Regions from separate parts of the Mus musculus genome. Here regions 2, 3, 4, 5, 6 and 7 are each linked to region 1. Evidence: chromatin contacts called from public Hi-C, HiChIP or PLAC-seq and promoter capture Hi-C data. All regions are on one chromosome and are shown on one strand. Each heading gives the region's core, a stretch centred on a gene start, on an enhancer-like site or on the middle of the called end of the contact. The rest is flanking DNA. Distances are from core to core; before and after follow the strand shown. Region 1 holds the start of Appl2 (adaptor protein, phosphotyrosine interaction, PH domain and leucine zipper containing 2). Region 2 holds the start of E230014E18Rik (a long non-coding RNA gene). Region 3 holds the start of 4930463O16Rik (RIKEN cDNA 4930463O16 gene). Region 4 holds the start of 1700028I16Rik (RIKEN cDNA 1700028I16 gene). Region 5 overlaps Gm38560 (predicted gene, 38560). Region 6 holds the start of Nuak1 (NUAK family, SNF1-like kinase, 1). Region 7 has its middle 34 kb from the start of Eid3.

Region 1 (4,004 bases), core at 730-3,229:
CTGGCTGTCCTGGAACTCACTCTGTAGACCAGGCTGGCCTCGAACTCAGAAATCCACCAGCCTCTGCCTCCCGAGTGCTGGGATTAAAGGTGTGTGCCACCACAGCCAGCTTGGAGCACATATTTTTGTTACTGAACCGGGTGGTGTCTTAGTTACCTTTACTACTGTGGTGATAAAATGCCCGGCAAAGCAACTCAAGGGAGAACAGGTTTGTTTTGGTTTGCAGTTTTAGGGTATGGTCCATCATGGCAGGAACTTGAAGGGGCTGGTTGTACTGCATCGACAGGCAGGAAGCAGGAAGCGAAGGAATGCTGGTATTCACTCTCATCCTCTTCCATAGTCCAGGACTCAAGCCTAGGGAGTAGTGCCATCCACTTTTGGGGTACATCTTCCCACCTCTAGTAACTTAATTCCTCACAGGTATGTATGCCAGGGGCTAACTTAATCTGAATAATTCTTCACTGGTGACCCTGATCCTACAGATTTCACAACCAACACTAACTGCTCAGGTAGTTCCCATAAGACATAGAATTTGTGCAGTATCATACTCTCCTGGTAATTTTGGTGACACCTCATTGGACAAATAGTACTGATTTTATGTGTCAATCCATTGAAACTCGTGCCTTTAATATACGTCAAATTCCACTTCTGACCTTCTACACAACCTTTTCTTCTTTCTCCAGCCTACGCTGTAGGGTCCTGAGTAAAGTATCTCATTCTCCAGTGTCCCTTCTTCTCACTTTTAAATGACATCACAGAACTACATAATCTATCCTTTCTAACCCCGAAAATTTCATTATGAAATTCTCCATAACGAAAAACCTTAAAAAACCAGGAAGATGAGACCTAATTATATGGCCCCAAATCATTTAGCAGTGATCTGAATATCACGGAAAACACACACACACACACACACACACACACACACACACGCACGCACGCACACACACACACACACACACACACACGTAATGTCTGTGCTCTGAACTGTTTGAGTGTGGGCCTGTCCTGGTATTTAAAAAAAAAAAAAAGAGGCCAGAGGCTGGTAAGATGGTTCAATAGTTAAGGGCACTTATCTCCAAGCCTGAGACCTGAGTTTAATATCCAGAATCCCCATGGTTGGAAGGAGAAAAGTCTTTCACAGTTTGTCTTCTGAACTTCACACACTAAATATAATTTGTCTTGTTGTATTTTTAAATGGTGTGTGCATTTCCTATGGGAGATACGTGCACATGAGTGTGCCCATGCATGTCCCTACGGGAAATAAGGTGCATGCCACAGCCTCCTACCAGGTGCTGAGAAGCAAACTCACATCTTCTGCAATGTCCTTTACACCATCTCTCCTGCTCTACCCAAGCCCATCTTCTAACCCAAATTAAAAAATAAAATAAGAAGACGCCAAGGCTGGGGGTGTGGCTACTTTGGTAGAGGGTTTGCCTAACTTGAAGGAAGCCCTGGGTTTGATCCCCAGCACTGCACAAAACTCCAGTTTGGTAGTCGAAGTCTGTTATCCCATCACGCTCTGAAAGTGGAGGCAAGAGGATCAGAAATTTAGAATCATCCTCAGTTACACAGCGAGTTAGATGACAGCCTGACTCCCTACCCCCGCCCCCCCCCCCACACACCCCAAAAAGAGGCCAGAGAACAACTGCAAAATCTGTTCACTCTTATCTCCTCCCACACAGAGAGAGCAATCTGCAGAACCGCAAGAAGATAAAAGCCTATCGTCCCACCCGGAGATGCGCCATGAGCACGGGGGAGGGCAGCCTCGAGCACCGGGGAGGGCAGCCTCCAGCCGGAACCTCCCGGTGCTGCTGCGCTGGCCGGAGGGGCCCGAAGCCCCGGGATCGGACGGAAGCGTGGTCGCCACACTTCCGGTGTCCTGTCCCGGACTGTCTACATGTCCGGCGCCTGCCACACTTCCTGTTGATCCCGGCAGCGGGGGGCCGGGCTGAGGGGCGGGCCGCGGAGAGTGGGCAGGCGCGGGCTCCGAGCTAAGTCTCAAGTCCCCGAGCGCCGAGTGTCCCCTCCTCGCATCCCGCGCTCCCTCGCCGCCGCGCCATGCCCGCCGTGGACAAGCTCCTGCTGGAGGAGGCGCTGCAGGACAGCCCCCAGGTACCCCCGGGAAGGCTGGGAGGGAGCCGCGGTGCCCCACCGGCGCTCGGGGAGGTCGGGCAGTCGTTGTCCCACAGTAGTAGCTCCCTAGCAGGGTAACAAGGTTTTCAAGCAGTGTCTCGTGCAGAAGAAGGCGACAGCACTATCCACACAGACGCTGCTGGTACTAACGAGTCCACGAGACCTAATGAATGCAGGGGCCGGAATAGGAAGCACAGAAAACCTGGATCCATCGCCAAGTCGACCCAGGGAAGAGAAAATTCCAACATTTGCCCCATTTGTGCCACAGGGTGGTGGTGATGGGGCTTCATTAATATAGTGGAGATGTGAATCAAGCCCTTTGAGCTTGAGATAGTGCATAGTGACAGTAGTTCAGAAGTCACAGGACTTTCCCCAGGGATCTTCTATTCCCTTTCCTGGTATGGCATCCCTAGCTTATTTAAATAAATACCTTCATCCTCTAGTATCTCCGGTCCTGAAAAAACTAGAAAGGCTCAAGCTGTTCTTCACAGTCTCTCCTCTTCTTTCGGGTTTCTTCCTTGGCTCCCAAAGTAACTTGTACCTCCCAGATGGAAGTTTGATGAGTTTACCTACATTTCCCCCATCTCTCCCTTGCAGAATAAATCAAAAGGGCTATCGGTGTGTGCCTGTCTTAGGCTCAGTTCTGAATGATTGTCCCCATGTAGAGGAGCAAGGATATGTAAGCAAGCTGTGATAATTAGTATTCCCATTACTTGGGATTTTGTTTTTTGTTGTGTTTTGTTTTGATACAAGGTCTTACTATGTAGCCATAACTGGACTGAAAACTTGCCCTGTAGACCACGCTAGCCTTGAACTTACATCTTGGGTGCTGGGATTACAGATGTGTTGTTATGCTCAGCCTGTTTTGTTTGTTTGTTTGTTTGTTTTGTTTTTTAACTGATTCAACTTTTTAAACAGACTGGCATGTATTGTGCTAATTCTTCGCAGGCTTCCTTATACAGCTCTGGATGTCAGGTGTTTGCTTTGGACCCCAGCCTTTGTTGGAAAGCATTTCAGCCTTCCTCCCCTGTCGTTAGGATCTGAACATAAGCGTGTGGAAATCATAACCACCGTGGTTGTGAATAGGGCTTTCCATTTGCTTTGTACTTGGTGACACGGAAGGTCAAAGACAGACCGTTTCCCTAACCAGTCGTGATGGTGGCAGAGCCAGGCACACAGACATCGCACAGTCTGGAGTTTTGAGGCCTCTAATGGGTGCGCACCATTTCTGAATGGCATAAATGAGTCTGAGACCTGGGCTGCAGTTCTGCTTCTAATTGTCCGGTGTTCTCATCTGCAGAAACTCCACAGAAAACAAGGAACATGGGGCAGATGGTCTTGAAATCGGCGGAATAGTCTAAAATTATATCTCGTCTGTATGGTTTACAATTTTGAGCTTGTGTGTGTGGGGGGGGGGGCGGAAGATGTTTAGAGTCATTGTTACTCCTACCTGACATTCTTTTTAATTTTAAAAAATATTTTTGTCCACAGTAAAGGTTTATTCTTAGACAGTTGGCGTCCCTGCAAAGTGGTAAAGCCCTTACTTAATTCAGACAATTGTCTTGTTGCCTTTCTCGTAAGGAATATTTTTAAGTACTTTTTATTCTTCAATAATTTCCTATACTTATACAGCGTATTAATATCAGATCACCTCCCCATCTTCTCTTTCCAGACACCCCAAAACATGTTCCCCACCCATTTTCCTGTCCTCTTCCCCCCTCAATAACACACAATCTAATTAGTGCTCTCTTCCTATGCATGGGTGTGGGGCCATCCAGTGGAGCCAGGGCAACCTCCCAACAGCCACACCCCCAAAGCAAACTGGCCATCCCTTCCCAGGAGCCACCAACAGCCTGTAGCTTCTCACT
Region 2 (4,004 bases), core at 434-2,933, 870 kb before region 1:
GGAAAGTTAGTTCAGTGGTTAAGGGCACTGACCGTTAAAGATTTATTAACCTGCTCCTGGAAATATGCCACAAGCCTTGGATGACAGCGCCCACTGAATACATCCTTTTAGAATTGTTATATTTTGATGATTTATAATGATGTTACCTGTTTTGTTTGTGGTTCACTAAATACATAGTTTCAGAGTTGTAATGCTTGGATAACTTTTGTGCTTTACTGTGCCAAATGATTTTTTTTTGGTATCTGTGATTGTTTCATTGGATATAGTTTCTAAGAGATGTAATGTTTGGTTTTTTAATATATAAAATCCCCTGCTTGGGAGCTGCAAAATACACTCAGATTCAAACTGCCTCTATGTTTCTGTTTGTCACTGCCAAACTCTTACCCACCTAGCTTTGAGGACCCTCATTCCAGGGACCCCATACCCAAATGGGGTGGTCCATGGCAGGTGGTACCATTCCTGGCCTGGTAGCCCTGGGTTCTATAAGAAAGCAGGTTGACCTGGAACTCACTCTGTAGACCAGGCTGGCCTCGAACTCAGAAATCCACCTGCCTCTGCCTCCCAAGTGCTGGGATTAAAGGCATGCGCCACCACTGCCCAGCCAAGACTACACAGAGAAACCCTGTCTCAAAAAAGAAAAAGAAAAAGAAAAAGAAAAAGAAAAGAAAGAAAGGAAGAAAAAAAGAAAAGAAAGCAGGCTGAGCAAGCCATACAGAGCAAGCCAGTAAGCAGGACCCCTCCACGGCCCCTGCATCAGCTCCTGCCTCCAGGTTCCTGCCCTGTCTGAGTTCCTGCCCTCACTGCTTTTGACGATGTACAGTTGATACAGAACTGTGATTGAAATAAATCCTTTTCTTCCCATTTGCTTTTTGACCGTGGTGTTTTATCATAGCAATGCTCACCCTAACTAGGACACTCTCCCTTTCCACATCACGGGGGATAAAGCCTTAACACACCACCACCCTCTCTTCCCAGCCTCCTCTTTACCCCCATAACTGGGGATCGGAGGCTAATCACCAGCAGCCTGGTTCATGGCTCATGATACTGCGGAACACCACTCTGCTGCACATGAAGGAGACAGACAGCAAGACAGATGGAGTCCTGCCTTCACTGTAATCCTGGTCCAGTGGGGAAACAGGAAATGGCCGGAAGAAATGAAGACAGGTGTTTGTGCCTCACTGCCCTTCCTGTCTCTGGCTTGTCTTTGGGGACTCCCCCATAGATCACAAGCACAGCCTTTCCCAAGTGTCTGTCTGTCTGTCTGTGTCCCCTTCCCACTATATCTTCCATGCCTACCTCTGGCTGGCTCCTGCCATCAGCTCCTGGGGATCTCATGAGGCTGTTTTCCTCTGTTATGACATCTCCAGCATCTTCCTCCTTTCCTAATCAGACTGCTCCATCTCTGAACCTGAACCCTAAGCCGACTTGAATGCTCCACCCAGGACCCCACCCTCCAGGCTGCTGGTCGGAAAGCCTCTTCCCTCTGTGCTACAATGGCTTGCATGACTGCTTTCTTGCTGGATGGCACCCTCCGTGTTTGGGTCTTTCATCTCTGTATCTGCAGAGAAGTTACCATGCTTGGTTCTAGGAGGCGTACCAAGTAACTAACACTTCCTGAGTACTGAGTATGCACAGTCATTCTTCTAAAGGCTTTATGACAGCCACACAGGGAGGCACTATGTTTAGCAACCCACCCTGCCCCACCCTGCCCCGTTTCTTGATAGGTGAAGGCTCCAAGGAGGCTAAGTACTTTGTTCAGAACATTTCCTGGTCATAGTAAGTGGTGAACCAAGTCCCCCCCTCCCAATGATGTGCTATAAAAATGGAAGACTGAAAGCAAAACTCTATTCACCTATGTATTTTTCAGTTAGTGAGTACATCAGTGTCTAACTGTGCTGTGCTAAGCAAAGAACACTTGTATTTACTTAGAGCTCTATAAGAAAGCAGGCTGAGCTTACTTGGAGCTCTACGTGTGTGTGTGTGTCTGTGTGCATCTGACACATGTCCAGGCCTTCAGAGGTCCGAATAAGGTGTCAGATTCCCTGGAATTGGAGCTGTGGATAGTTGTGACCTGTCCAACATAGGTGCTGGCAATGGAACCTGGGTCCTCTGCAAGAGCAGCAAGTGTTCCTAACAGCCGAGCAGCCGAGCCATCTCTCCAGCCCTTAATTAACTCCATGACCCTTTTTGTATGTGAGGGAAATTTCCCAGTTAAAGGGTGTGTGATTGTGTGTGTGTGTGATTGTGTGTGTGTGTGTGTGTGTGTGTGTGTGTGTGGTGTTGCAGGATCTTACTATGCAGCCTCAGGCTGGTCTTGAACTAACAGTATTCTCCTGCCTCAGACTGGTCCTGGGATCAAAGGAGCATATCAAGACAGTTGGCCCTATGGTCACTTTTTGTAAGGAGAAGAAACACAGGGAGAAAACTCACGCATCAGACATACGATAGTGTAAATCAGAAAGCCCATGATAACCGACTCACCACCAGTCCCTGTGGGCCTGTAATCACGATCAATCAACGTGAATAATTCTGATAGGGACAGACCATGCAACAAACAGGCCTTGCATAGTAAAGATTAAAGGGGCTCAAATTAAACCTTCGTCTTTTTTTTTTCCCCAGATGGGGAGACAGCCTCAGAGAGAGGAAGTTGTTCACCCAAACTGCTCAGACCAACTGGTTCAGGAGACAAGACAGGGCCTTGTTCCTCCTCCCTGGTTACTTGTCTTGGCCCCGTGCCAGCCTAAGTAACGATTGGAAGCGCCGGGCAGCAAGTGAAGGATCAGAGCTGCTGCAAAAGGTGTGGCACTTCCTCTAGGCTGTGCCAGGCGAGCGTGTTGGTTCCTGACACCCTGAGCAAGGCCGATTGGGCAATGGGCCTGTGGTGAGGGCAGAGCCACCTGTGCTGGGGTACTTGGTCATGTTCTGTGGAAAGTGATGGTTGCACACTGGGTGCAGCTTCCCCTGTCTTAGGCCATGTGCTCGCATGGAGTCAGTCTTAGAAACACCGATATTTAGAAAGTTCCAACCTCTCATTTTCTTAATTGGCTCTCATGGGGAGAGGAGTTCCGAGGTAGAATTATAAGGTCAGGATGGAGGACACTGGATGAGGGTGCTGGTCTGACAGGCTGTGCTGCTCTGGGTAACTTGCCCCTTTTCTGAGCTCCACAGTCTTTCTCACCTTCAACTCTCCTTGACTCTGTAGCCTGTCCTGATTCTTGGGGAACTTCCTGAGGGTAGGACTGGGGAGGAGGGCTGGAGGGCTGGGGAGAATGGAGGAGGGCTGGGGAGGATGGAGGAGGGCTGGAGGGCTGGGGAGAATGGAGGAGGGCTGGGGAGGATGGAGGAGGGCTGGAGGGCTGGGGAGAATGGAGGAGGGCTGGGGAGGATGGAGGAGGGCTGGGGAGGAGGGCTGGAGGGTTGGGGAGAATGGAGGAGGGCTGGGGAGGAGGGCTGGAGGGTTGGGGAGAATGGAGGAGGGCTGTATAGGTGAGGAGGAGGGGTAGAGATTGGCCGTATCCCTGGGGGTGGGGGGAGGTGAGTGGCTTTTGTCTGAACCAAGCCTCTGTTCCCACCAGAGACTGACACACAGCACCCCCTTACTTATTGATATGAAGTGGACGAAGTCTCTTCACCTTGAGATGGTACAGACCCATCAGGAAAAAAATCCAAGGCTGCTCAAGCTACTGAATTTTTTCTGTTAGGAGGTATGTGGTTCAGCATCAGGGGAGAATGTGGTGCCATCTAGTGTCTGATCCTGGGATCACAGGAATGGTATGATTTAAACTCTGGTGTGAGCTAGGGCATCATTACATACAGCCCCAAGGCTACTATTTGAAGAGACCTACACGTGCACTTTTCTGTGCTATAAACACCTTTACAGCACACACACACACACACACACACACACACACACACACACACACACACCCCTAATTAGTTCCCTTTGAGAACCTAATGATGAAGAGGTCTGTTCATATGAATCTTTGGAACATTGGCTCTAAGGA
Region 3 (4,004 bases), core at 471-2,970, 840 kb before region 1:
TAGAGAGAACCCACAGCCAGGGAGCACGTTCAGTGGCTGAGTCTGCGTGTATACAAGCTCCAGACTGCTGCACACCAGCCCGCCAACCCTACTCTCCAGTTGTCTATTTTCCCCATCTCTCCACCACATATTTGTTCAGTGAGGTGGTGCTCGCTGCCCCTACCTCAAAATAGATTAATAATAATAACTATTTGGTTTACTGTTCTAGAGACTTGGGAGTCCAAAGTCAGTGTTCTGGAAGGTTTTATGATTCTGATTCCAAAATGGCATCTTGAATGCTGCATCTTCTCTGGGAGGATGCTTGATTCACATGACAGAAGGCGGGAAAGGCAAAGGGGCAAGAAGGAGTTTATGACACCAATTCCATCTGTAAGGGGCACAAACCTTATGGTCATGTCACCTTGGCACCCTAGCTCCTAAAGCCCAATTTTGGAGGTGGGCACATTCAAACCATAGCAATGAGGTTGAAGTCCAGCTGAGAAAAGGGGCTCCAAGAAGCCCCAGCAAGTTTTATTAAAGAGGGAAACTTCATAGAGGAACATGTTTTTAGTTGTGAAGAAACGCAGGAAACCTGCCTCTGCACTTTCCGGCCACTGGTGCAGTTAGAGCCCCCTTCCTCCCCTTTCTCAGCATAGATGCCCCAGTTCTTTTGGAGAGGGCAAACAGAGAAGGCCCAGCCTGGCGCAGGAATATTGCAATTCCCCTTTTCATGGTGGCACTCCCTTCCCCCTAACGACTCCCACCCCTACTCTGGGCGGCGGGGAGGGGGGAGAGAGACGAACAAAAAAACAACAAACCCTTGCTTCTGTGTCACTCTCCTTGATAACCAACCTTTCTCAGGTGCAGAAGGCTCCTGCCCTTGAAGGGAACAAGGACCAAACATCCTTGAAATGATAAAAGGCCCATGCTTGGACCATGAAGGAAGGGCAATTAAGTGTTCCCAGACAGCTGCAACCAGTATGTAAAAATACACTAGCTCCTGATAGCTCCATAAAGTTACTTCCCAGGTCAGGAGGGTCCCCCTCCCAGCTGCATGGTTTTGCCCTGAACAAACGTTATCGGGTTTGAAGGATAGCTTTCCCTCATCACCTCCCCAGTCACGTAACCCCAAAGTTCGAGGAGCTCTGCCTATGAATATGCACGTGTATATATACTCCAAGCCCCTGGATGCGGGCATCACATCCCTAACCTGCACAGTGGGAAAGACTTTGCTCTGAGTCTCTTTAACATCGGACTTGTACTTCCTGGCATTCTTCTGGGGTTCCCGAGCACTGGGCATAACAACTGTTGGTGTTTCTGCTCAGTGGAAAGTTATCCTGGGACTTGGGAGCCCAGGAACATACACAGCTCTGAGGTGGGACAATGTCGCAAAGGAAGGACATTCTGAGACGTGGGAGCCCAGGAACCACACAACTCTGAGAGGAAACCTTAGCAGAGGGCTTGCAGCCCTTATGGAGGATATGGTTGGTCAACTGGAGTGCTACACTGTTATCAGCTCCCCCTAGCGGCTCCTCTTCTACACTGCAGGTCCCAGGGGACGTATCCCCAGCTGAGCTCCGGAGCCTCAGCCTGCTCCCATCTACCCTTCTTTGCTTCATTGCTTCTTGGCTTCTTCTGATGAGAGAGTCACATCAGGCAGCAAACATCATAAAAGAGATTTACTGGGAGGGAAGAATACAGGGCGTGGAGAAATGTACATGAGGTTGTTACCTATGTTTCCTGGAGAAGACAGCAAGCAGGGATTATATAGGATTTCTTAGGGGGTGGAGCTTTCCAAGGCAGAGCTTTCCTGGGTGAGGATTGGTGGGATTTCAAGACCTGAGCTTGGGGGAGCTCAGGGATTGGTGGAGTTTCTTACTAAATAATAAGTGGTATTTTTTTCTTGTGGGGAGGGGCTTGGAAATTCTCCTGCCTCAGCGCTGGGAATGACAGTTACAGCTGTTAGAATATGACCGTTAGGGTGGGCCGTTAGAGAAATCTGGGGGATGGGCCCTGGTTGCTGGAGGTCCTCAAACCTGCCTTGAGGGTTTACAAAGTTGACAAAGTATACAGTTTCTAAAGTTTACAAAGGGAGTCTATGGCAAGGAAGTCCGGCTGGGTGAATAGCCAACATTCCCCTCTTTTTTGTTTACTATTGACAAAGTCAGGGGTCATAAAGGGAGGTGATATTATCATTAGACTGCTTCCTGCTGATTGGGGGCATCGAGTTCCTTGGGGGCAAGTTTGATCTTTCCCATCAGGATATAACCAAATGTCACAGGCCTCTGACATCAGAGCTAAGGGCTGGAAATTTTGGAATAAAAACTGATTAAATGTCTGGTTAGAAATCTTTTGGATCGAGACAAGAAGTCTATAAGACAAAGTGGGATTAGTAGGATTAGGAAAAAGAGGAGAAGGGGAACGAGAAGGGTAGTAGCCAATTCCATATTGGACTGTTGATGATCCTCTGGCCAGAGGCATCAGGCGAGAGAGAGAGAGAGAGAGAGAGAGAGAGAGAGAGAGAGAGAGCAAGAGAGCCAGAGAGCAAGGGGGGGCTTTTGATACCATAAAGCCCACCCCAAGTGCCACACTTCCTCAAACCAGGTCATACCTTCTAATCCTTCTACTCCTTTGAGAGAATTCCACTCCCTGGTGACTAAGCATTCAAATATATGGAGCCTATTAGATCTGTTCTTATTTGAACCACCACAGTGACCCCAACATAGAATGACTAGGAAAGTCTGTCATAAACAATGGATTCAGATATCAGCTAGAGGAAGAATAGCCTCCAGGGTATTATAGGAGGGCAGTTCCATTAATAACAGAGGCTGTGGAGAGGAAGCCCTCGTGGCGTTATTAATCGGTGGAAAGCCTTTTTCCTTTATTTGAATGGAAAGTCACAGAGGCACGGGGCAGATTTTTTTGTTTTTTATAAATGACAACTCCAAACACGGGGGTGGGGCAGGGAAGGGGGTTGGAACCTTCTGATCTTCATGTTGTAACTCCAGGGTTCATGTACTCACAAGCTAGTTTTCAAATCTCATGCCTTAGCCCTTGTGGGTCCCCAGCTGTCAGAGCTTGGAAGTCTTGGTGACTTTTTGAAACTCCTCCTGTGGTCAGACCCAGGAGTTCTCCCAGTGTTGGCAACCTGTCTCCTGCAATTACTGCCCTCGGCCGTCTTTTGCCTTCTTGGCCACTCATTGGGTCAGGTCTCCTCAGTTCTTCATGGTTTGGTCTCTCCTCATAGGCTTGGCTCCCAGCCATTCTGCAGATCTCTTTAGCTACCTTGGTGTTTCTAGCTCGCAGCCCAGTGAGTTGTCTGTTCTTCATGTATATCACATATGCATATCTCATATTACATATGGAATATGTATGTGCATATTCATGTATATCACATATTCCATATGTATATACATATTAATGTATATCACGATACATCCATATATCACATGTACATAACAAAGCACTTTAGATGAGGATTTACTAGGGCCTAGTTTGCAATGCCATAAGGAGGGCAGTGCATAGGAATCTAGTTTGTTCTGAAGAGAGTAAAATGAGTGTTCTTCACATGGCCACTCATACATCTATGTTGCGCTCATGGTCAGGGGAGGTGTTCTTTCCTAGACAGTTAAGGACAGGTTTGAGGAAGTCAAGAACAGCTGTGTACACACACACACACACACACACACACACACACACACACACACACACACACGAGTTATCTATCTAGAGTGGCTGTAAATAGGATGATTTAAGGGACATCAAAGCTGCCACAGCCAAAGCCAAGTCTCCAGAAACAGCCATGGCCGAATGCATTGGCCACAATTGTGCTGCTTCCTGGGAGGGGACGAGAGACTTTAGAATGCGACACCTGCGGGATATCATCACCATTCTGAAGCCGCTTCCATTGGCAGCTGGGTCAGAGTCTTTCTGAGCACGTGAGGTTTTTCCAAGCAGCCACAGCTGTCTCTGTAGCAGGCTGAGGGAGTAGCTGCTTTGATTGCCAACTCCCAGGAGTCCCACCA
Region 4 (4,004 bases), core at 1,091-3,590, 840 kb after region 1:
GCAAGACCTGTGGGAGTTACAGTAATGACTGGCATACATTCCTGATCTTCAAAACTCCAGCAGGAAAAATTTTAACAAGCTAATTAGGAAAGAATGCTACGTGTTATAGCAAAAAAAACGCCTGCTCAGTGCTAAGTACCAAAATCAACCCCGTCTGCCCTCCTCCCCAAGCTTCCGGTGCCCCTCTGCTTTCCTGACGACACATCATGACTCCGCATTTTCTCCAGGCGACTGTATGCTCGAGAACTGAGGTCATGCCCTGTTTCTCTGAGTCCACAGTGCCTGATAAAATAATAAATGCTTGGCGACACTGTGTCATTAGCAACCTGAACCGGACTGTGAGCTGCTTCACATTAGATTCTGAACACTCACTTGGGAAGCAGCTGCTTGGAACTAAGATGAGAGAGCACTGTGTGCTCCAGCATTTAGATAAAGCAGATCACCAGCATCATTCCAGGGAATCGGTACATCCTAGCATCCTTTGTAAGTGTCGTACAAGGAGCGTGTCTCCTGCCCATATGCATGTAAAGTATAGAAAAATGGCCGGAACAAAGTGCTGCTTCATAAAGCAGGCCCAAATTTAAGTTTCAGCTCGTTGGTTAAGATCCTGCCTTGTGGGTGTGAGAACCCCAGTTCAGGTCCCCAGAAAGAAGAAAAAGGAGTCAGAGAAAGAGCTCAAAGGCAAAGAACACTTAGTGTTCTTACTGAAGATGTGGGTTTGGTTCCCAGCACCCATACCAGGTGCTCACAACCATCTGCAACTCCAGTGCCAGGGGATGGGATGCCTATTTCCTTGGGCAGCTGAAAGCACACGGTGCACACAGACAAGCAGGCACGCACGCGCACACACATAAATAAAAATGAAAACCGTAAAACGGCACAATAGACACCGTCATTCTGGCAAGGTAGGAACAGAGACCGCCTGATGTAGTATCTAGGCCAATGAAAGCCAGGGCAGGGAGTTAACTTGCCTTATATTTCCACCACGCCCGGCATAAAGTATTTTTTTAAAAACCCAAAAAACAGCCGGGCGTGGTGTCATACGCCTTTAATCCCGGCACTCGGGAGGCAGAGGCAGGCAGATTTCTGAGTTCGAGGCCAGCCTGGTCTACAGAGTGAGTTCCAGGACAGCCACAGCTACACAGAGAAACCCTGTCTCGAAAAACCAAAATAAATAAATACCCCCCCCAAAAAAACAAACAAAAACTAGTTAAGAGGGCTAGAGAGATGGCTCGGTGGTTAAGAGCACTGACTGCTTTTCCAGAGGTTCTGTGTTCAATTCCCAGTAACTACATAGTGGTTTACAACCATCTGTAATGGGATCTGATGCCCTCTTCTGGTGTATCTGAAGACAGCTACAGTGTACTCATATACATAAAATAAATAAATCTTAAAAAACAACAAAAAGCAAACAAACAAACAAAAAAAAAAAACCACCTAGTAAGAGTAGGTGCCTCACAGAAATCGATTTAGAACACATCTCCAACTCCCTCGTGATAAGTGAGAAGAAACTGAAGCGATGGCCACAGGAGCTATCCACCCTTCACGCGGGTACTGTCCTATCCCTCCGAAGACCTCCCCTTCCCCATCATAAGCGCTCTTCTAGGTCCTCTGCCTTCCTGTCCTTCCCTGGGGCTCCCTGACCTGGAATGCAGGGAAGGACCCTGCGCCAGACACCCTACCAACCTTCCCTCATCAGCTATGCATCCCACGTGGGGCGAGCCCCTATCTCACCATCTCGGCAGAAGCCAGGGTTCAGTGTTTTATTTCCCTTTGGGACCTATAAAGGATGTGGGGGAGGCCGTGTAACCAATGATCACAGCCAGAGACCTACAGCCCAATGGCATCGGCTTGGGTCCCAGCTCTGCCACTCTGGCCTGGGTAACTTGGGGAGTAACTTGGCTTATATTTCTACCTGTTTATAAAGTATCTTTTTAAACCCCCAAAAAACAGCCAGGCGTGGTGGCGCACGCCTTTAATCCCAGCACTCGGGAGGCAGAGGCAGGCAGATTTCTGAGTGAGCAAGTTTCCTAACTTCTTGGAGCGTCGGTTTCTTCACCTGTAAAATGGGGGTTACTTGAAACCATCGCGGGAGATGCTTACACGGGTCTGGGGCGGCGAGAGGTCGGGCGGGCGAGCTTGTGGAGCCACCAACGCCCTTGAGAACCTGCGGCTGAGGCAGGGCGGCCCGTTGGCGACCTGTGCCCCTCTCCGCTCCGGCCCAGCAGCCGACTCCTCGGAAGCTCCGGGAGGGCAGTGCCGGGCTGCTCGAGAGCAAGGAGGAGCGCGCTGCCGGGGCAGCGTGGACAGGCGCTGCTCGGCCGTACCTGACACACCCTCGCCGCTCCTGCCCTCCGCGCCTCCGGTCCCCCTCCTCCTTGCTCTCGAGCAGCCCGGCACGCGAGGGGGGTGGGGGGCGGTCCACGCGCGCGGGAGGAGGAGGAGGATGGCGAGCGGAGGGCGCGCGCCCCCTGCCGGCCAGGGAAGAGATAAGCGATGGGCCGCGCCAACAGAGCTAGCCTGAAGAGGGAGAGGAGGAGAGTATTGGGATGGAGATGGGAGTGAGGGTGGGGTGGGGGTGGGGGGGGTGAGGATGAGGATGGGAGTGGGCGAGGATGGGGATGGGTGTGGGAGAGGATGGGGGTTGGGAGCAGCTTGCTTTTCCGTGGATCTCATACACTTGTTTGTTTTCTTTGACTTTTTAAAAATGTGTAGGTAGCCCACAGGTGTCATGGTTAATGTCGAGGTCATATGGAGGTCAGAGGACAACTCAAGCCAGCCGGTAGTGGCACATCCAGGCCTTTAATCCCAGTACTAGAGGGAGGCAGAGGCAGGTGGGTCTCTGTAAATTCAAGCCAGCCTGGTCTACAGAGAGAAACCCTGTCTTGTAAAAACAAAACAGAAAACTCAGGGATCAGTTTTCTCCTTCCATCATGTGGGTCCTGGGGATCAAACTAAAACTCATCTCCTGAGGTTTGATGGCAAGCACCTTTATACTGAGCCGTGCCTCTGGATGCTTTTTACTAATATGTTTGTGGTTTTTGAGGTAGGGTCTTGTGTCTAACCAGGGCTCACCTGGAAACTTGCTAAACTGTTTGGTAACCGAGTTTTGCTTTAGTTCTTTAGTTTGGTTCTAAAGAACTTGGGACCACTCTGCTCCCACAGCCTTATCTGGCAATGGGTAGTGGGGTAATTTGCCATCCTGCCATGCTGCTTTTGAAAAATAAGCTGCCTTTTTTTTTAAGGTTTTATTTATTGAGACAGAGTTTATGTAGTGCCCAGGCTGACCTTAAATTAAGGAGCCTCTGTTTTTTGCCCCGTGTGTGCTATATGACATACACACACACACACACACACACACACACACACACACACATATATATATATATGTATACATATATATATATACAGATAGGCATGCACTGCTATGTTTACTCTTGATTTTATTCTTCCTTCCCCTGTGTGTGTATGTATGTGTGTGTGGGGTTACACATGTGTGCCTGAACACATGGGCAGATAGCATCTCGAACCTGTAAGAGTTTTCCTTGCATTGCTGAAACCCACCTACGTATCTAGTAAGGTCTTGATTTATGATTATCTAATCATAACCATGAGACTACAAAAATTCACATAGCAGCTTTTGCACTGGACCACGTTATTCCAGGCTAGCTGCGGTCTCTGGTCATAGTCAGTCATAGTGTCTCGTGCCCTTTGAGATGACAGTCGTGTTTTTGCGTTGACCACTAAGAACATTCTAGTCTCCCCTCTGACCTCTGACTCCTATGCCCACGCCTTGATCTGGGACTATAAACTTCACCAAAATATCACCTTTGTGCTTTTGTCTTTGATGTTGTCCAAATGCCTGCCACAGTGCCGGGGAGATTATAGTAATTAGGTATTGAAGGAAATGCTGGGTTTTAGTAACAGTAATAGAATGGCCCACACGATAATGCTGCTGGACTGCAGGTGCCTATTTCACTGTGTAAAATGTTGAAACTTAATTT
Region 5 (4,004 bases), core at 792-3,291, 800 kb after region 1:
CTGCCATTCCAAGAGGCACACGCCAGCCGAAACATCCAGCCGGGCGAGAAAAGTTTTTAGTGTGGAAACCCCCTGGCCTGAAGAGCCTCAGGGGGTGTGGGCTCCATTCCAGTTAACTCTCAGATGTTTCAGCTTATAAAACTGGAGATCAGTCATGCTCACCCCAGCCAGCCAGCCATGTACTAATTAGTAATGGTAGCCGGCTTTTAGGTCGTCTAGATCAAAGAAGTATCCTTCCTCCTGAAAAGCCCAAACTGCCATGGTCACCTGCTGAGGGGGGGGGGGGGGCAGAAGGAGCAGGATCTTCCTGCCATGGTAGCTAATAATCTGCTAGTCCAGCCTTGTAACTCGACGGCAACCTGATGTGGTCATCTAGAAAGCTCATGCTAAAGAACCAAGTTACTTTAAAAGCTTGGGGTTTCATATGGGCCGCTCGCGGCTGGACCTGCCTGCTAGGCCCTGCTTTTACGTGAGACGGATCTAACGCATGGAATACATTAAGATCGGTTTTCTGGGCTGTAGCTTAGTGGGAGAGCTCATGCTGGGCATGCACACAATTCCACAGCACCAAACCTCTCCACTAACAGCAGACAAGAGCCACAGATATTCCCACCTCGGGTTTTTTTTTTTTTTTTACTTAATTAATTTATTTTTTATTAGATATTTTCTTTATATACATTTCAAATGCTATCCCGAAAGTTCCCTATACCCTCCCTCCACCCTGCTCCCCTACCCACTCACTCTCGATTCTTGGCCCTGGCATTCCCCTGTACTGGGGCATATAAAGTTTGCAAGACCGAGGGGCCTCTCTTCCCAGTGATGGCCAACTAGGCCATCCTCTGCTACATATGCAGCTAGAGTCAAGAGCTCTGGGGTACTGGTTAGTTCATATTGTTGTTCCACCTATAGGGTTGCAGACCCCTTCAGCTCCTTGGGTACTTTCTCTAGCTTCTCCATTGGGGGCCCTGTGTTCCATCTTATAGATGACTGTGAGCATCCACTTCTGTATTTGTCAGGCACTGGCATAGCCTCATAAGAGACAGCTATAACAGGGTCCCTTCAGCAAAATCTTCCTGGCATATGCAATAGTGTCTGGGCTTGGTGGCTGATTATGGGATGGATCCCCAGGTGAGGTAGTCTCTGGATAGTCTATCCTTTTGTCTTAGCTCCAAACTTTGTCTCTGTAACTCCTTTCATGGCTATTTTGTTCCCTATTCTAAGGAGGAATGAAGTATCCACCCATTGGTCTTTCCTCTTCTTGATTTTCTTGTGTTTTGCAAATTGTATCTTGGGTGTTCTATGTTTCTGGGCTAATATCCAATTATCAGTGAGTGCATATCTAATGACTTCTTTTGTGATTGGGTTAACTCACTAAGGATGATATCCTCCAGATACATCCATTTGTCCAAGAATTTCATAAATCCATTGTTTTTAATAGCTGAGTAGTACTCCATTGTTTAAATGTACCACATTTTCTGTATCCATTCCTCTGTTGAGGGACATCTGGGTCCTTTCCAGCTTCTGGCTATTATAAATAAGGCTGCTATGAACATAGTGGAGCATGTGTCCTTATTACCATTTGGAACTTCTTCTGGGTATATGCCCAGGAGAGGTATTGCTGGATCTTCCAGTAGTATTATGTCCAATTTTCTGAGGAACCGCCAGACTGATTTCCAGAGTGGTTGTACAAGTTTGCAATCCCACCAGCAGTGGAGGAGTGTTCCTCTTTCTCCACATCCTCACCAGCATCTGCTGTCACCTGAGTTTTTGATCTTAGCCATTCTGACTGGTGTGAGGTGGAATCTCAGGGTTGTTTTGATTTGCATTTCCCTGATGATTAGGGATGTTGAACATTTTTTCAGGTGCTTCTCAGCCATTCGGTATTCCTCAGTTGAGACCACCTAGGGCTTTTTAAGTCACTTATCTACAGACTGAAAATGTTTATTCAATCTTTAAGACTCTCAGGAACTCTAAGTCCGTGGCTGTAGAGGAGGAGACCTGACTATGTGCTACTGGTCGCCATGGGGCTCAAAGTTAATCATTAGTGGATTTCACCTTTAGCAGGAAAGAAAAACAATGTCCTGGGCTCCAGTTCAGTGTGCAGTCACTGGCTTCTCCAAAAAGACAAAAGACGCTCACACACAGGCAACCCTGCAAAGTGTCCACATTTGTGTTTTGTTTTGAATTTTGTTTTGTTTTTGGTTTCTATTTTTTGAGATAGGAGGCTCACGGTGTCACTGTGTCACCCAAGTCAGTCAGTCTGTCTCTAACTGGAGCTCCAGTGGCCTTTGTTCCCAGGCCTCTGCACCTGCCTTATACTTGTGGTTTAAATTGGAGGCATATATGTCTCCACCCATGTGGGAACTGTTGTGCTGTCTTTTCAGATGAGCCGGTCTGAGCCATTACTGGCGTCACTAACCGGACACCACGCATACAACATCCTAAAGTGAAGACTTCATTTCTCAGCCTCCCTTTGGATGTATATGGCTAAGTGATGACAGTCTGTCCAATAAGTCTAGGCAAGTTGTTGTGCGTAACTGCCAGGAGATAGTCTTACATGGAAGGGGTGTGTTCTCGTTCACCCCTCTTCCCAGTGCTGGCTAGGTTGGGCACCCACCTTAGAAAACAGGTGGGAAGACAAACGCCGAGGGATACAGGATATCGGATTTCCAGTGCCAGGCTACCGGTGCCTAGACTGACTTCAGGAAAGGAAACTATGCTTATACTACTTTAAGCCATTTTTGTCTGGGGTTGGAGGATATACGTGGCCAAACTGAACCATAACCAGATCATGTATGTTGCACTATAGAAAATCTTAAAAGGAAGGACAGCTCTCAGGATCTGCATTCAGTGAAGATCTGGGTTCTGATCTACTGGGCAGACTTTCCCAAAGCTTGAACCTTAACCATAGACTAAGCCTTCTCCAGCCCGCACCCCCAGCTCATCCAGACGTGTACATGCCCGGCTACTATCTTCATTGGACCCCACAGCATCAGGCATGCACATACCCGGCTATTATCTACCTTGGAGACCCACAGCATAGCTATAATAAGGTCACTGTGTTGCTTACAAGTCTCACCATATCCATCTCTGGGTGAATGGCACCAAGCCCAAACTCCATGGGTGCAATCTCAGTCACACCCTTCATTTTTCCTGTGTTCTTTCACCCCAGACTGTGATTCTGTCTTCTACTAGAGTTTTCTCCTGGGGATGGAGATGGCTGGGTGCTCCTGCAGGGGCCTAAATCTGTTCCCCAGCATGCATTTTAGATGGTTCATGACAGCCTAATTAACACCAGTGCCAGGGAGCTCCAAGGGCTCTGGCCTCGACAAGGCACCTGTGTTCACATGTGCTTACCCCATACAGACATATATGCATGCACAGAGTTATGAAACATTAAAATAAGGCTAGGCAGTGGTGGTGCATGCCTTTAATCCTAGGACTCAGGAGATAGAGGCAGTTGAATCTCTGTGTATTTGAGGCCAGCCTGGTCTACAGAGTGAGTTTCAGTGTAGCCAGGGCTACACAAAATAACCCTGTCTCAAAAACCTAAAAACAACAACAACAACAAAAACTAAATAAATAAATACATTAAGACTTTTTTAAAAGGGTCTTGTTTGTCTGTATCGCCTCAGTGCCTAGCACACTGAAGGATGGGGGCACAAATGCCTATATTTTTCCGTTTTTTTCTGTGCTTTCAACAATTTTTAAATTCCATATATATGCATGTTTTGCCTGAATATCTTTATATGCGCTACATGTGTGCCTGGTGCTCATAGAAGGCAGAAGAGGGCATCTGACCCCTGGAGCTGGGATTATGAGCCGCCATCTGAGTGCTGACAACAGAATCTGGGTCCTCTGCAGCAACAAGTGCTTCTAACCACTGAGCCATCTCTGCTTTTAGCCGCTGAGCTGTCTCTCCAGCACTCCTCTGTTTTTAGCTTGCTTAAAGAAAAGACATGAAGCTGGGCAGTGGTAGTACACGCCTTTAATTCTAGAGGCAG
Region 6 (4,004 bases), core at 841-3,340, 790 kb before region 1:
ACTTTCTTGTTCCCTTTACAGGGAGTCTCAGCCTGAGCCCACTGTGCACTGCTTGTCAAGATGAGGACATGGGACAAGGCACTTTACTCTGTAACTAAGTTCCCAGGTGGAAGACACAGTGATTGTGGTACCTGCATGGAATCTTTCAACCGAGGCAAGTTATATAGCCAGATATGACCCTGAAGGGGGCAGTGGGGTAATAGTTTCCTACCACATGCTGGGGGAGGGAAGGGACCAGAACACTTGGCATTTTAATTACTAATGTAGAGACAATCTATTTACCTGAAATCCAAACCAAAAACTAAAACCAATTAGACCCACTAATGCATATTTGAAGAACAAATGAAAGTCTTAAGAGATTAAGTCATCCAACCAATCCGGTGGGGGTGGGAGCTCTCCCTGCAGGCCACCAACTTGTCTCTCAATCTACATGCAGGGATGTCTACAGACCATTTAAAAGCTGCCTACAGTTTCAGGATGGGGAATGGGGAGGGGGAGGGGAAGGAGAGGGTGTCCCTGAAAGGGCTAGTGGAACGAATAGACTGGGGCATGGTCTTTGCGTTTTTTTGTCTTATGTGAGTGCTTTTAAGGTAGGCAGGGACCGGCCGAGGGTTTCAGGCATCAGTAAGATAAGTAAATAAAGTTTGGAGATAAGACCATTATCAAGTCCAGAACTGAGCGGAGGAGTGAGGGCCGACAATGGGTGTGTTTCAGGCCATGACTCTGACAACAGGGGTGGGGGCGAGGGGCGTCTCGAGAAGACAGGCTGTTGCTAGAGTCCAGTGTAAGGTGAGAAGTAGACAAGAGTGAAGTCAGAAGGAATTTGGAGGGCGGGAGGAACCTGAGGGCTGCAGAAGGAAGTGCCAGTACTTGGAGACTACACCAGATGCTCTTCCTGGTCGGTCTTCCCACCCTAGTGTGGAACAATGTAATTTATGTGAAATTACTTTAAAAAATTTCTCAAGATACCTTTAATTTTTTCATGTCTTATTTTTCCTCCCTTCATCTCAGGAGAACCAGGGCAGCCTTGCTGGGAGGCCTTCCTGCCTGACCTTCACCTGGTGGGGTGAGATCTGGCCGTTTTAGTCAAAGGAAAATTCCCATCGCCTGAGGGGGTCAAGAGGCCTGCAAGTGGCCTCTGGCTTGGACAAGGAACTGCTCAGCAGGCCAAGGCCTAGGCTTATCTCAGAGCCTTGGTTTGTCGGAAAGGGGTCTTTCCAATGGCGCTGGGCAGCTCAGGGGACCCAGCTCCATCCAGGCCCCCACTTCCCTCCTCTTAGGTGTTGGTCCCTGTTGGACTCCCGAACTTTACCGGGAGATCGGAGCCCTGGAGAAGGGCCGGGTTCCTCCTTCGAGCCTCCCTTCGTTCCTGACTCCGCCTTTCTCCCTGAGAGAGCCGGGGTTCCGAAGCATCCCTCTCGGGGACTTTCCAGGCTCCGCGGTTGCTCCAGGAGGGCCCTGCCCTGACCGTGCCGGAGCTGGGGGCCTGCAGGGCCTCGGCGGCTGGAGGGGACTGTGACTCACCGCCGGTAACCCAACACCGCTGGGCCTCCTTTCAACCCAGCCTCCCCCTGCTCCAGCGAGCCTGGCGGCCTCCGCCACACCATAACAAACATGAAGAAGGGTGGCCCAGGAGGCTACAGCCCCGGGCCACAGAGCGTGAGCCTGGCTCTGTGCGTTGTCGCCTCTGCGGCCTCGGGGACCTGCGACCTTTATCCGAGGCCGATCGGCCCAAGCTAGCTGCGGACGGCCCGCAGTAGTTCCGGAGGGTGAGTGCGGGACGCTCGGGGAGGGGACAAGAGCACTGACGATCCCCAACCCCTCCACCTCGACCCACCCGGGACCTTGCGTCCCCACCCGGCGAGGACAAAGCAGCCGGGCCGCCGCCCCGGCCTGCGCCGCGCCGCACAAAGAGTGAACAACGACACGCACCCCGCCCCCTCCCTGCTCGGTGGCCCGGCGCGGAGGTGGGGACACCCGGGCGCCCGCCCCGCGTTCCCCTCTCGCCCCGCCCCGTCTGCGCGTCCTCCCGGCGCGGGGGCGGGGGGCGCGGCGCCCCACATAACACTCCTCTCCAGCGCGCGGAGCCACCCTCTCCCCTCCTTCTCGCCAACACCACCGCCTCCCCTGACATCGCTGCCACCTCGCCGGACGCTCCGCAGATTGCCGCGGCTGGCCAGGGGGCGGTGCGCCGAGCGTGCGCGCCCGGGACGCCAGATGTGCAGTCGCCGCCGCCGCCGCCGCTAGTGCCCCAGCGGCAGCCAGAGCCAGGTCGGGTCGTCTCAGCAATGCTGCTGCGGGGGCGACCTTGAACGCACCCCGGTTTCCCTCGGTGGGGACCACCCCGAGCCCCTGTGCCGGGACCTGCCCTCTCCAACTCGGCTCGCCCTGCGCTTGGTCATGGAAGGGGCGGCAGTGTCCGCGGCAGGGGATGGCCCTGCTGTAGAGACCGGCTTGCCGGGCTCTCCGCTGGAGGCGGTGGCCGGGGCGACTGCAGCCCCAGTGGAGCCCAGGAAGCCGCACGGGGTGAAGCGACATCACCACAAACACAACTTGAAGCATCGCTATGAGCTGCAAGAGACCCTGGGCAAAGGTACCTACGGCAAAGTCAAGAGAGCCACCGAGAGGTTTTCAGGCCGAGTGGTGAGTAAGGGAAATTCCTGGAGGGGTTCGAGCTGGTTCCCTGGTGGCCCAAGATGGGGGCGGGGAGACGGTCTGGGGGCACCACGCCACCGGGGCTCCCTTCTCTAGAAAGGTTTCAGCAGAAGCCCCCAGTCAGACTCCTCACTTTCCTTTCAGCACCCCGTGACTCAGGTGTATATCTCCGAAAACACTTGTTACATCTTGTCTGCACATATTTTGGGGGCTTCTCTCACCCCACCTTTTTTATTTTTTTATTTTTTACCCCAGCTAGCAAAGTAGTGTTTAGGATTCACATTTTGCAGCTTTGAGAACATGGGGTCTTCCCCAAAGACACACCTTCAGACCTTGTCCGGGAGTTCCTTATTTGTACAAACTCCAAAAAGACCTACATTATCAGCCATGAAGCTGGGCTCGAAAGTGTGGTGTCCTGTAGTTGCTCAGGACCCCCGCTTCTTTCCCATCTACCTGCAGTCCCACTTCTCCTTTCCACTGGGATGCTTGCTTACCCTGATGCTGCTCTTGCTGCAAAAGACAGACTCCTCCTGTCTATCAAACCTAAAAGCTTCTACTGAATGTCTGAGGTTTCTTGACAGCTTGCATTCCCGCCTCTGGCAAGCATGACATGTCCCTGGCAGGGGTGGCCATTCAGTCCCAGAGTTGATTTGCAGCAGGCTCGCTTGCCTTACCAGGTCCTGGCTTCAGGACTACTTAAATTGTTCAAGGGGTCTGGCCGGCCGCACCCGATACAGCTGAAGCTCTGCCAGGTGCCTCGGGGGCTCAGTATTGTCCCAGTTTTGGATTGTTGTCGGTTCCCCCTCTGCAGAACAGGCCCTTGAAATCCACACTGGTTGTGGCTAGAGTTGGGTTCAAAGTGACTGACTCTTGCAGAAAGAGTTTGTGTGGTGTATGGCAGAAATGCACATGGTTCTTTGATTTAAAGCATATCAGATGTACTTTAATCGATTTAGGGCCAAAGTCAGAAACTATGACGCTTCTCGTGTGTGCAGTTTTTCGGGGTACTGGGGGACTGGGGGAGGATGCTGTTGCTTATAAACCTAACCAGTAGCTACAGGGAGGGCAAAGCGAACTGTCAGTGTGTTGGTAGTATTTCTTTTTTATTTATATAGAGATAGTTCTGTGGAAACTGATTGCGGTCAGCAAGGTTTGCTCTTGTAATCTCAACTATGTGGCCAGCTGCAGAGCCCCTCCGCTTCTCAGACTCACTGCCCACGCTGACTTGCGTTATCATCTTTAAAACGTCTGTTATCAATGAGTTGGAGATAGGGATTTGTGTTCTTAAAATAAACTTCTCTGCCATACATGAATTTTATGATAATTGCGCAGGTGCCCTTTGCTTTCTA
Region 7 (4,004 bases), core at 1,050-3,549, 750 kb after region 1:
GAGGGTTTTTTTTAAAAAAATATTTATTTATTATATGTAAGTACACTGTAGCTGTCTTCAGACACACCAGTCAGATCTCCTTAAGGATGGTTGTGAGCCACCATGTGGTTGCTGGGACTTGAACTCAGGACCTTCAGAAGAGAAGTCGGGTGCTCTTACCCGCTGAGCCATCTTACCAGCCCGACATTGGCATTTTTAATAATTAATTAGTTATTGTGTGTTTGTGCAGAGGGAGGTAAGTGTGTGAAGGAGTTCAGAGAATGGCTTCAAGGTGTTAGATCTTTACTTCCCTCCCGCGGTCAGCAGGCTTGGCGGTGGGTGCAGTTACCAGCTGAGCCATCTTGCCCATACCTTGGTGGGACCTTTGAGAGATGTCTGGGGGTGACAAGATGAGGGCTCAGTTCTAGCAAGTCATCTGACCATGGATTAGTGGCTCTGGGTCCCTGTTCATTCAAATGTCTGTCCTTATAAAACTCGCTGGTAGTCTGGTAGGAGCTAGCCTGCTGTTCCTAGGGCAGACAGCAGGGGGCAGACCATCTCAGGCGCAGGGGTCCCCTGTGCCTGTGGAGCTCCAGCGTGTGATGGAGCGCCTCCAGGTTCTCTTGCGCAGTGCTTCTCTCCATAGCCCCTCAGGCCTACTCGGAAGTCTTCACTCTCCAGCACGTTTGTATTTCTGAACTGCCATCTTTCAGCACCCTATCTTCAGCTGTCTGGGAACCAGATCCAACTGGCTCCAGGCTGAGAGCCTTCGGTGTAGGCAGTGAAAGAGCGGGTCATTGTGCTTCTTTACTCAGGTTTGTGCCTTCACCTTCAGAAGCATTTTTTTTTTAAATAAGCATTTTGGCAAATGCTGGGCTTTTGTTCGTGGTACTTAGTGGTTGGGATGACCCAGCTGCCGCTATCTTAGCAACATTAACAATGCTCATGGATAGCCTGGCGTAGTGGCGCACACCTTTAATCCCAGCACTCGGGAGGCGAAGGCAGGCAGATTTCTGATTTTGAGGCCAGCCTGGTCTACAAAGTGAGTTCCAGGACAGCCAGGACTACACAGAGAAACCCTGTCTCGAAAAACAAAAAACAAAACAATGCTCATGGGTGACTGAGAACCCCCTGATACCCACTTTCTCTCCTCACTGGCAGACCCTGCTGAGCCCCCACTCCTACCGGACCCTCTGAAGATCAAAGGAGTAGGCACACAGTAACACGTATTGGGTTGTTATGCAATTTGATCAGAATAGTCTGAAGGGATGTTGGAAGAATTGATACAGGCAATATAAATCAGCAAGAGATGCAGGGAAAGTCGGAAAGGGGCAGTTGCCATGGAAACAAGGGGAGGGAGCATTACAATCTACGGTATGTCACAGCGTGCTTTCTCAGTCCCAAGAAAGTGTAAAATTCCTCCATGAGAGTTGGTTGGCAGGGAGCATTGGCGAATTCAAGCACCTTTGAAAAGCCGGGTGGAGAGGGTAAGAGTGGGGCCCTGGTACAACACTTCAGTCTTTCAGCTTCCGGCTCATTACTGAACAAAAGGTGGATCTGTCTGCCAGCTTGCAAAGTATGAGCTCACATTTTACAGATGAGGGACCTGAGGGAACAGTGACACTAAGCAGAGTCTCCATCAGTGGCTGTCCACCGGGAGGCAGAGCTGGGGTTCAGCCCCAGGTGGTCTAGGTCAGGAATGAGGTGGAAACACAATGTGCCCAAAGCTAGCTGGCTGCCTGTCACTTACTGCCCTAGTTTGCTCTTTTGTTGCTGTGATAAAATGCTGACTAAAACTAACGGGGAGGAAAGGCTTACTTCAACTTACACTCGCAGGTAACAATCGGTTACCGAGTGACGTCAGCACAGGGACCTACAGACAGGAACTGAAGCAGAGACTGTAGAGCGATGGCTCTCTGTGGTTGGAGGTCACCATAACATGAGGAACTAACTATGTTACAGGGTTGCAGCCTTAGGAAGGTTGAGAACCTGCGCCATAAGGAACGCTGTTTACTGACTTCCTTACACAAGAGCTGCCAGCCCAGGGATGGCACCTCCCACAGTGGGCCGGGCCATCCGACATCAATCATTTGTCTGGGCACTGCCCCACTGACAAACCCACAGACCAGTCTGAACAGGGCAGTTCCTCAGTGGTCCTCTCGCTCCCCACGTGACTCTAGTTTGTGTCCACTTGACAAGAAACACTAACCAGCAATTCCCCAGTGTGGTGGTTTGAATGAAAATGACCCCCAATAGGCTCATGGGGAGTGGCACTATTCGGAGGTGTGGCCTTGCTGAAGTGGGCGTGGCCTTGTTTGGCGGAAGTGTGTCACTGTGCGGGCAGGTTTTGAGATTTCCTATGTATGTGCAAGCTACAACCAGTCAGTCTCCTTCTGCTGCCTTTGGATCAAGATGCAGAACCCTGAGCTCCTCCAGCACCATGCTTGCCAGAACACTGCCATGCTCCCCATGATAAGGGATTGAACTTCTGAAACCAGAAGCCAGCCCCAATTCAATGTTTTCCTTTATAAGAATTGAATTGGTCATGGTGTCTCTTCACAGCAATGAAACCCAAACTAAGACACCCAGGGCAGGGATTGGGGTGAGGCGGAAGTGTGACCCTCAGCCCAGGCAATAGTGAGCACTCCCTGTATGTGTATCAGTGCTCCTGTCCTCCAGGCTGCTCCCCCCACCCCCTTCACAGCACTGCCACTCAAAGATGAAGTGGAAACGGAAGGGTTCTCTGGAAAGTCGGTTGGATGGTGTTTTGCTGGGGCAAACACATGAAGTGGACACAGGTGTGAATGGCTAAGGCAGACAACATTTAGCTGACGCAGACACAGGAGAGGATGTTCTGCTAAAGCACGTGAAAAGACAAATGATGAAGGGTTCTTTGCTAATGACGCACATGTGTTGGTCTGCCTTACATGGCATAGTTGAGCTGCATTTGTCAGGAGCCTATAGAGAGGAACACACCAAAAAAGTTCTGGTGGTGTGCTGCAGTTTTTTTGCTGCTTCCGAGGAATCAGGCTGATTGGCAGAGGGATATCAGCTGAGACAGACACGAATGCTGAAGTAAGATCCGAGGAGGGCATGTGATGTTTGTTTGGAGGGAGTATAAATAGGACTCCGTGGACAGGAGGAGGGAGTATAAATAGGACTCCGAGGACAGGAGGAGCTAGGAGGCGGAGCTAGGCTTGCTTACAGAGAGGGCTAGTGGATCTCAGAGTCTTCTGGGGTCCTTCCTGGTCCCTCCTGCTAACTTGTGCTAAGGCTGAGGCCTGGCTGTTTCTGCTAGGTCGTACCACCAATGCTGATTTGTGTTTGCTCTCCTGACTTTGATACTGATTTGTCTGGACTGCTGGTGTTGTCTGGGAAGTGTTTCCGAGTGGATGAGCTGTCGCTGCCTGCTGACTTCCAGACAACACAGAACCTTTCTAAACAGGTCCACTTCGCCCCTATCCTTTCTTTCCCACTACCTCTAGTGGGTGATAGGCTAAAAGGGAGGTTATAATGTTTAAGAACCATCATTAAAAATAAAGATGAAGAGCCGGGCGGTGGTGGCTCACGCCTTTAATCCCAGCACTCGGGAGGCAGAGGCAGACGGATTTCTGAGTTCGAGGCCTGCCTTGCCTACAAAGTGGGTTCCAGGACAGCCATGGCTACACAGAGAAACCTTGTCTTGAAAAAATAAATAAATAAATAAATAAATAAATAAACAAATAAAGATTAAAAAAAATTAAAGTTACACCTGCCTGTCAAGGTGTAACAAGGGAACTGAGGCTGAGTTTTGGTGCCAAAGGCTCGATTCTGGCCTCCAACCTGGTATCCAAAAACTGGCTAAAATCCTGAAAAACTGGCTAAAATCCTGAAAAAAGTGACTCCCACCTCCTGTCAGGGGGCTGTCAGGGCACTGTGAGGATAAGCCAGCTGTGTGTGTCCAGCCCTGTGCCTGGCTTTAGGAGCACTGGCGGGGCTGTTACTGATGGTAGCCTGCAGCTGCTCAGGGTAAAAAGCAAATGCAT

What was found. Promoter capture Hi-C pulls out the DNA fragments that hold promoters and counts their contacts. Hi-C and Micro-C count contacts between places; a contact is called where the count stands out from the background. HiChIP or PLAC-seq counts read pairs in DNA pulled down with a chosen protein or histone mark.
Region 2: an H3K27ac HiChIP or PLAC-seq map of cardiomyocytes shows a contact between it and region 1, with 9 times the contacts expected there. The contact joins the promoter of E230014E18Rik here to the promoter of Appl2 in region 1. A contact is called at or near these places in 8 of 39 promoter capture datasets (the 3T3-L1 cell line, hippocampal neurons, liver and 3 more) and 3 of 115 datasets of contacts at active chromatin or transcription factors (cardiomyocytes, embryonic stem cells and stem cell-derived neural progenitor cells).
Region 3: an H3K4me3 HiChIP or PLAC-seq map of bone marrow-derived macrophages shows a contact between it and region 1, with 6 times the contacts expected there. The contact joins the promoter of 4930463O16Rik here to the promoter of Appl2 in region 1. A contact is called at or near these places in 6 of 39 promoter capture datasets (the 3T3-L1 cell line, the C10 cell line, hippocampal neurons and 2 more) and 1 of 115 datasets of contacts at active chromatin or transcription factors (bone marrow-derived macrophages).
Region 4: a Hi-C map of bone marrow-derived macrophages shows a contact between it and region 1, with 14 read pairs. The contact joins the promoter of 1700028I16Rik here to the promoter of Appl2 in region 1. A contact is called at or near these places in 6 of 39 promoter capture datasets (cranial neural crest, embryonic stem cells, hippocampal neurons and 2 more), 3 of 484 Hi-C or Micro-C datasets (the N1E-115 cell line, bone marrow-derived macrophages and cerebellum) and 2 of 115 datasets of contacts at active chromatin or transcription factors (pancreatic cancer cells and stem cell-derived neural progenitor cells).
Region 5: a promoter capture Hi-C map of liver shows a contact between it and region 1, with 2.1 times the contacts expected there. The contact joins the enhancer-like site here to the promoter of Appl2 in region 1. A contact is called at or near these places in 2 of 39 promoter capture datasets (liver and pre-B cells), 1 of 484 Hi-C or Micro-C datasets (embryonic stem cells), 5 of 115 datasets of contacts at active chromatin or transcription factors (extraembryonic endoderm stem cells, neural tube, pancreatic cancer cells and 2 more) and 2 of 9 other capture datasets (adipose tissue and liver).
Region 6: an H3K27ac HiChIP or PLAC-seq map of cardiomyocytes shows a contact between it and region 1, with 3 times the contacts expected there. The contact joins the promoter of Nuak1 here to the promoter of Appl2 in region 1. A contact is called at or near these places in 5 of 39 promoter capture datasets (the 3T3-L1 cell line, hippocampal neurons, liver and 1 more), 8 of 484 Hi-C or Micro-C datasets (the N1E-115 cell line, cardiomyocytes, cerebral cortex and 4 more), 19 of 115 datasets of contacts at active chromatin or transcription factors (the NIH/3T3 cell line, astrocytes, bone marrow-derived macrophages and 12 more) and 3 of 9 other capture datasets (adipose tissue, embryonic stem cells and macrophages).
Region 7: a contact with region 1 is called in a Hi-C map of CD8 T cells, with 4 times the contacts expected there. The contact joins the enhancer-like site here to the promoter of Appl2 in region 1. A contact is called at or near these places in 1 of 15 datasets of contacts at CTCF or cohesin (large pre-B cells), 5 of 484 Hi-C or Micro-C datasets (CD8 T cells, the N1E-115 cell line, cardiomyocytes and 2 more), 8 of 115 datasets of contacts at active chromatin or transcription factors (astrocytes, bone marrow-derived macrophages, differentiating embryonic stem cells and 5 more) and 1 of 9 other capture datasets (embryonic stem cells).

Annotation. Positions count from the first base shown.
Region 1 is chr10:83,646,639-83,650,642 of GRCm38.p6, reverse strand. It overlaps Appl2 (adaptor protein, phosphotyrosine interaction, PH domain and leucine zipper containing 2), which reads left to right and starts at 1,979. Exons shown (of 21, transcript NM_145220.2): 1 at 1,979-2,115. The coding sequence starts at 2,062.
Region 2 is chr10:84,515,382-84,519,385 of GRCm38.p6, reverse strand. E230014E18Rik (a long non-coding RNA gene) reads right to left here and starts at 1,683. Exons shown (of 2, transcript XR_003948929.1): 1 at 1,297-1,683. Gm34405 (a long non-coding RNA gene) reads left to right here and starts at 1,724. Exons shown (of 4, transcript XR_380642.4): 1 at 1,724-3,070; 2 at 3,576-3,704.
Region 3 is chr10:84,486,009-84,490,012 of GRCm38.p6, reverse strand. It overlaps 4930463O16Rik (RIKEN cDNA 4930463O16 gene), which reads right to left and starts at 1,720. Exons shown (of 4, transcript NR_108059.1): 1 at 832-1,720.
Region 4 is chr10:82,810,459-82,814,462 of GRCm38.p6, reverse strand. It overlaps 1700028I16Rik (RIKEN cDNA 1700028I16 gene), which reads right to left and starts at 2,340. Exons shown (of 3, transcript NR_038042.1): 1 at 2,104-2,340.
Region 5 is chr10:82,846,323-82,850,326 of GRCm38.p6, reverse strand. All of the region lies in intron 3 of Gm38560 (predicted gene, 38560), which reads left to right. It also overlaps a transcript of Txnrd1 not described here. Among named protein-coding and RNA genes, the nearest start is that of Gm38560, 11 kb to the left of the region's middle. Within about 2 kb of position 2,041, at least 20 of the 459 cell types and tissues checked have an H3K27ac peak or open chromatin away from gene starts, as enhancers often do. A contact at or near this core is called in liver, where this site is marked.
Region 6 is chr10:84,438,754-84,442,757 of GRCm38.p6, reverse strand. It overlaps Nuak1 (NUAK family, SNF1-like kinase, 1), which reads left to right and starts at 2,090. Exons shown (of 7, transcript NM_001004363.2): 1 at 2,090-2,643. The coding sequence starts at 2,401.
Region 7 is chr10:82,898,181-82,902,184 of GRCm38.p6, reverse strand. No RefSeq gene overlaps it. Among named protein-coding and RNA genes, the nearest start is that of Eid3, 34 kb to the right of the region's middle. Within about 2 kb of position 2,299, at least 138 of the 459 cell types and tissues checked have an H3K27ac peak or open chromatin away from gene starts, as enhancers often do. A contact at or near this core is called in CD8 T cells, astrocytes, bone marrow-derived macrophages and 3 more, where this site is marked.